Linked DNA regions of Mus musculus: region 2 is linked to region 1. A link is a contact called in public HiChIP or PLAC-seq data. All regions are on one chromosome and are shown on one strand. The core of a region is the stretch at or near the end of the contact, and the rest is flanking DNA. Distances in the headings are between cores, read along the strand shown.

Evidence for each region. HiChIP or PLAC-seq counts read pairs in DNA pulled down with a chosen protein or histone mark.
Region 2: a contact with region 1 is called in an HNF4G HiChIP or PLAC-seq map of pancreatic cancer cells. The contact joins two enhancer-like sites.

The regions. Positions count from the first base shown.
Region 1 is chr4:46,557,520-46,560,967 of GRCm38.p6, forward strand. The region is part of intron 2 of Coro2a (coronin, actin binding protein 2A); the gene reads right to left. Among named protein-coding and RNA genes, the nearest start is that of Trim14, 23 kb to the left of the region's middle. Within about 2 kb of position 1,307, at least 37 of the 459 cell types and tissues checked have an H3K27ac peak or open chromatin away from gene starts, as enhancers often do. A contact at or near this core is called in pancreatic cancer cells, where this site is marked.
Region 2 is chr4:47,073,578-47,076,955 of GRCm38.p6, forward strand. No RefSeq gene overlaps it. Among named protein-coding and RNA genes, the nearest start is that of Galnt12, 17 kb to the right of the region's middle. Within about 2 kb of position 1,579, at least 23 of the 459 cell types and tissues checked have an H3K27ac peak or open chromatin away from gene starts, as enhancers often do. A contact at or near this core is called in pancreatic cancer cells, where this site is marked.

The DNA of each region.
Region 1 (3,448 bases), core at 57-2,556:
AATAGTGAAACCCCTTCATGATCTAGTCAGCCAAGAGTCAAGAAATGTCAAAAGAAAAAAAAAGTATGAAGCCAAATTGCCTACAGAGATAATTCGAGTTTTCTGGAAAGCATCTCAAATAAGGATGTTAAAGTAACAAATGGAAAGAAAGGAAGAAAGAAAAAGAGAGAGAGGGAGGGGTGTGGTAGTATGTTCACACCTATAGTCTCTGCACTTGGGAGACAGAAGCAGGAGGCCATTCTGGTCTACACAGGGAGTTCCAGGTTATCTAGGGTTCAAGCCAAGCCAAGCCAAGCCAAACCAAACCAAACCAAACCAAACCAAACCAAACCAAACCGAACCGAACCAAACCAAACCAAACCGAACCAAACCAAACCAAACTGAACCAAACCAAGCCGAACCAAACCAAATCAAACCAAACTAAAAAAGCAACAAGCTGGGCATGGTGCACATCTTTAACCCTAGCCCTCGGCAGGCAGAGACAGGATCTTTGTGAGCCTGCCTGGTCTACATATGAGTTCCAGGACAGTCAGGTCTACACAGGGACCCTGTCTCAACACCTGGGAAAACAAAGCAGAACAAAACAAGACAGGAACAACCAGTGAACTCTGTGTATTTAGGGCCAGAATGTGTGTGGCCTTGAGTTTAATGTATCAGTGTTCTTTCATTTTTAAACAGTATACATGAGAATTTCATTTCCAAGAGAAAATTCTTTAAGAAAAATAAATTACCCAGCTCCTACATCTTACTTAGCTTTCAGCTACAAATTTAAGCTTCGCTTCAACTTTAAATCTTGCAAATTACATCCTTTGAGGGCTGTAATGGCCCAAGATCATATACCCGGCTGCTGTGAAGAGAGGCGAGGGTAGGTAACTTTCTCTGAAAAGCATGCACCCATTGTCAGGCCTGTCCTGTCTTCTGGTAAGCATCCAGCCTACATAGCTTACAAGCTCCCTAACTCTGCTTCTTCACTCTGCGGGAGAGGAAGGTCAGCCATCTCTGAGAAGAGGTCTCTGGGAGGGGGAAGGGAAGTCCTGAGGCTGCTTCTAAGTGGGCTGTGCCTCCCTCCGTGCCTCTGCTGACCCAGCAGCACCCTGGATGCGTGTCCAGAGAACCACACTCCTGAGTAAAGACAAGCACATTCAGATGCAGCTCACAGCCCCCCCCCCCCCCCCCCGGATGGATAGGCGCTAAAGGCTTCAAACGCAGAAGGCTGCAGAATTGATCCTCTTTACACAGCCTTAAAATGATAACAGCGATGAAATGAGGAAGAGATCGATGCTAGTCAGGGGTCAAGGAGGAAGTGGGGTGTCGAGGAATGACTGTGTCGGGAGGGGCAGGGAGAGGTCTGTGGGTGGCACGTATGCCCAATAGTGACCTGGACATCCTTATCAAGCTTGTGACACTGAACTGCAGTGCTATCGGCAGTGGGTAATCAGTAAAAAGGCACCCAGGATCCCACTGTATTATCTCATGCACACGCTTATGAATCTGCAAGTATCAAAAGTGACAAGTGCAAATGAGTGCTTGCTTCCAGGATCATAAGGGATGAGAGACCCACTTCCTTCACACACGTGCTGAGGCAGAATTCGGTGCACACACACACACACAGACACACACACACGCCAAAGTTCTGGGCACTGGAGAGATGGCTCAGCCATCTGAGCTGTTCTTCCTGAGGACCCAAGCAGTTCACAACTGTCTGTAACCCCAGTTCCAGGGTATCTGTCACCCTCACACAAACATACACGGAGTCAGTACATCAATGTAAATAAAAATTGAAGAATTTAAAAAGGAGTGTGTGTAGTTAGCCTGAAATACTCTAGATGGGTGTCAGAAGTGCTGGCAGCTCTGGGGTAGGCTGGGACTGCAGATGCCCTAGCTGCCCCTGAACCTTATCTTTATGGTCCCACAAAGGTGTGACTAGGCTCACAGGTGGCACTAGCAGTTGTGCCTGCGTTCATGGACGTCTGAGACTTGTCCTTGAGCTATGTGTGAGATTGCAAACAGCCCAAAGGCCGATAGGTGTGACGCTACACTCCTATAGTTCCAGCACATAGGAGGGTGGAGACAGCGGGCTCAGAGGGCAGGTCAGCGTGGGCTAGGAGGTCGTTTTAATTAAAGAAGAAAAAGAACGCAAAGGATTCATAAATCTTATCTAGGACCAGGCTGAGTTTCAGCTCCGGTGGCTTCCCAGACTTTCTGAGGCTCCAATCACCTTCCCCACAGTCTCAGCACGGCTCTGCCATGCTCCTGCTCGGGAGACGTGAACACCCCTCATGCCCAGGTCTTAGCTTCTGGTTCTGCTTCGCCTGGACACTTTCTTTAGAGTTGAAGCCATTGTCTAGGGGTATCTTCCCAAGAAGGCCTTCCTGGACCGTCCTGTGTGAAGCAGGCTTGTTCCCTAACCCATGTCATCCCTCATCACATGAACTTGATATCCATTGTCTGAACACGCCAGGATTCTCATCAGTAGGTTCACGCAAGGTAGAAAGAATCCGAGTAGGAAAAACCAGGAACCAACCAGTTCATTCTTTTTCCAACCCTGGGAATCAAACCCATGGCCTTGTGGACTCTCCTAGCCAGCCACATCCCCTGCCCTAATTAATTCCTTAATGAGTGAACAATGAAACTCGTTTGGTGGACAGAACCTTTCAGAGGTGGTCAGGGCTTGGGAGAAGGTTGTGGGAAGCGAGGAGCATCCGGGCCCCTCTACCTCTGACCTGTAGACAGTCTTCCAGCAGTGACCAGAAAGTCTCACTTTGACTCATTCTCCTCCAGCTCGTAAACCTTCGTCTCCTTAGAACGCATTTTTCCGTGTCTCGCCCTGGCAGTCAAGGCCCTTCTCAAACAGCCTGGTCTGCTTCTCCAGGGCTTTTCCCTGCCTCGCTTTCAAAGACTGCTCATGGGTTCCAGTCAGACTGTGGTTCGGATTGTTCCCTGAGGACCTCACAGCTCGGTCAGGCCCTTCCTTCTACCATGTAGAATCACAACTGCTTAGCAGCATAAACAATGGTTAAGTGATGTGTTCAGTCAGTGGAAATCTGTGAGTCAGCAAACCCGTACAGGAGTAAACAAAGCCTGAGCCTCTCCCACCATTTGAGGAGGAAGGAGCAGAAGCATTGAGAAGCCAGGGCACAGAGGCCCAAGCACAAAACAGGCCGTGCGGTGCATCTTAGGAAAGGACAATGAACTGGGCCTGTGAACAAGGGAGGTGGAGGCAGGAGGATGAGTTCAAGGTTCACTTTAGCTACAGAGTAGATCTCCATGAACATGGGACACGTTTCTGATTAATTCACATCACCTTCTACGACTCCTTCAGTAATGCTCTGTGATTTTCTCCTACGTCTGGCTTGTTCATTTATAGGAGTGTTTGTTATTATTGTTGTTCTTTTCTTTTCTTTTTTTTTTTTTTTTTTTTTTTTTTTTTTGGTTTGTTGAGACAGGG
Region 2 (3,378 bases), core at 329-2,828, 520 kb after region 1:
CAATACAATTTCAGACTGGTTCTTCACCAGCTTTCCTGAGTGTTCTTTTTAAAGTTCCCTCCCCAGGATAGAGGGGGTAGGTTGGATTGACACCGCTCAAGTTCGCATCCAACTAACATTCCTCTTCACTCAGCCTCCCAAGTGCTGGGACTACAAGTAGGTACCATTGGTCGTGCCCCCCCCCCCCCCAGTGCCTTCTTCCTGGCTTTGCATCACTGCGTTCTGGGAATACTCAGCGCTTTGTCTCCCTGTCTCCTCCAAAGTTAAATAACTCAAGCCAGCATTGGCAGAGTGTCCAACAGGTAACCCCTGGGATAAACCGAGGAGCAAGCACCTTGACCTGTATCTGCCTAGTGTGTGGTTCTGAAGCCACAATGACCCAGGTCCTCAGCAAGACTTGTCTCAGTGTTCACTGCAAAAAGGCTTCACAGGCCCGAATCCTTCCCCTGTCCCTTTGAGATGTGTATTTGCCTCCCACTTAAAGTCGTGTATTCAAAGCATCATCATCAAGATGAATGTGGTGGCTCACTCAGGAAGCTGAGGCTGGAGGATTGCTCACACACACACAGACACACACACAGACACACACACACACAGACACACACACACTCACACACACACACACACACAGAGAGAGAGAGAGAGAGAGAGAGGAGTGGGGGGGAAGAGGGATGGAGAGGAAGGCAGGGAGATAAAAAGACAGAGGGCTGGAGAGATGGCTCAGCGGTTAAGAGCACTGACTGCTTTTCCAGAGGTCCTGAGTTCAAATCCCACAACCACATGGTGGCTCATAGCCATCTGTAATGAGATCTGATGCCCTCTTCTGGTAGGTCTGAAGACAGCTACAGTGTACTTACACATAATAAATAAATAAATCTTTAAAAAAAGAAAAGAAAAAAGACAGACAGAGAGGCACTCCATCTCCCTGTAAGCAAGAGGCCTCACCTGTACAAACTGCAGTTAGGTTCAGTTCACCAGCCTCCTCCTTCTGCTGCCATGGCACACTGTGGTGACACCAGTGCTTCCTAAGGTTGTGTCACTCTGAGACTCTGACATTTGCTTCTTAGCATGTGCTTAGACCCTAGCATGGTGCCAGGAGCAGAGCAGATAGGAAGTTTTTCCTGGCGGTGAAAACGTAGCTTAAAACATCTCATTTGTTCCGATTCGCTATTGTATAACAAACCATTTCCAAACCTCACACCCACCATCTCTTCAGACATTTAGATTCTGGGTCTGGGAATATGAAAGAAGCGTCTTTCTCTGCTGTTTCTATTTCATCTCTCCAGCTTCTCTCAGGTTCCTGAGGCAGGGATTCCTGCGGGGGACTGTCTCTTCAGGATGAGATGCAAAACTACCTTCAAATGGAAAAGATTCTCAGGCACCAGCTAGAGCTTTAGAACTTAATGGTCAACAGAGCGCCACTCACCCCCCCCCCAACTCCTCACCTCATACCCCCACTCTGACCAAACTGCCTGCCCAGCCCAGTTCCTCTTGCCATCAGAGTGTGGGGCTGCACTCCCTACCTCTGTGAAGGCTTTCTGGGGCTGGGAGATGACTCACTCGGGAAAGTGGCTGCACTGAGTACAATTAGCTAGTTCCAGCCCCTCCCTTTGGCTGTCAGACTATTGACACAATGGATCTACACCACTGCCACCCAGGCTTAAGACCTGTGGCCTCTTTTTGGGGGGACCCAAATCCTTTTGACCTGAGGACGCCCAGAGAAACCTGAAACCTCTACCTGTTCTTCCAGCCCTGTGGCAGGAAGGAGGAAATTACCTGTACTCTCTTCTCCTCCCCTGCCTACTTGAGGTTGGTTGGGCCTGGGAGGGGGAAGTAGTTCCCTTGATGTCACAGAGCTGCTCTGTGTGTGTGTGTGTGTGTGTGTGTGTGCAAAAAAATAATTAATTCCTTCCTTGTTCAAGGTTTATTAGTTCATGTCCCCTTCTCTACCAGTAACTTGTAAAAATGGAAGATTCAAAATCCTTTTTTTTCTTTAGTGAAGCCACAGCCCCTTACCAGCCTGTTGGAAACTACTTTAAGGTATGAGGGTACTGGGCACTTTTCCATCAAATATTGGGAGGATGAAAAGAGACAGTCAGAAAACCTATCAGCTCACCCGAGGTAGGTCAGCTTACTCAAGGACCTAAGGGATTGCCCACCAGCTTTCTGGAAAGGCTTTATGCGACATTATCAGATATTTACTCCCGTAAACCCAGATGTCCACACCCTAAGACAGTGAGCCACTAATATTGCCTTTGTCAAGCAGTCAGCCCCAGACATGACAAGAAAGCTCCAGAAATCAGACGGATCTGAAGGCATGAGTAGGTCTCAACTTCTGGAAATTGCTCATAAAGTTTACAACAGCCGAGATTCAGCAGCAGACAGACAGGGAAAGAAATTCACTTGTTCTGTCATTGGTGCCCTTGGTGAAACAGACACAAGAGGAAATGGGGGGGGGATAGACCAGGAGAAGGGGTTCAGGGACTCGCCAGCATCATCTGATGGGGTCCCAAGAAGTAGATCTGTTGGAGTTTAGACGAAATTAAGCACAAAACCCCCTGCCCTGAGGAGGAGTGAGAACAGGTCACAGAAGGCCTTTTGGAAGCCCCCCAAGCCCTGGCGTACAGAGTATCATCCATGGAGTGTCCCTCAGATCACATGCCTAGGTGACACTTGGAGGAAGGAAAGCAGATGCTTTCTCACCACCATGTTTCAGCTGTCCTACAAATAATCCCTGTTTCCACATTGGGGGGGGGGGCGCGGGGGACAAGTGTGGGAATTTCTGGGAGTGGTTGAAAATTGCTGGCTATGGTTAATGGGATTTGCTGAGTTAGCCAAGCCCCTCTATGCCAGCACTGGGGGTATGCAGCCTTTAGAATGGACTGAGACTCAGCAAGGGCCTTCAAAGCCTTGAAAAAGGCCCTGTTATCTGCCCCAGTCTTGAGCTTCCCATACATTATTAAACCATTTCACTTGTAAGTGGATGATGCCAGAGGCATTGCCTGGGGGTCCTCATGCAAGCTCCAGGACCCTGGAAAAGACAAATGGCTTATCTGTCTCAGAGACTTGATCTGGTAGCAGCCAGATGGCCAGCATGTATAAGGGCCAAGTTAGCTTTAGATCAGGAGCTGTTTCTGACAGCCAGACACTCTGTTGAGGCCCTCTTGAGGGGGATACCCAAGAGGAGGGTATCTACGTTCAGATGACCCAATACACTGTTTCTGTATCAACCCCATATTAAGTTCCACAAGATGTCAACCCTGCCAGGGGACAACTACGTGTGTCCCCCATGTGTCTGTCTTGAGGCGACTGACCCGACCCAGTCTGTCAGGCCTGATCTGACTGACATTCCATTGTCTGAGATGTTGTTCACAGACA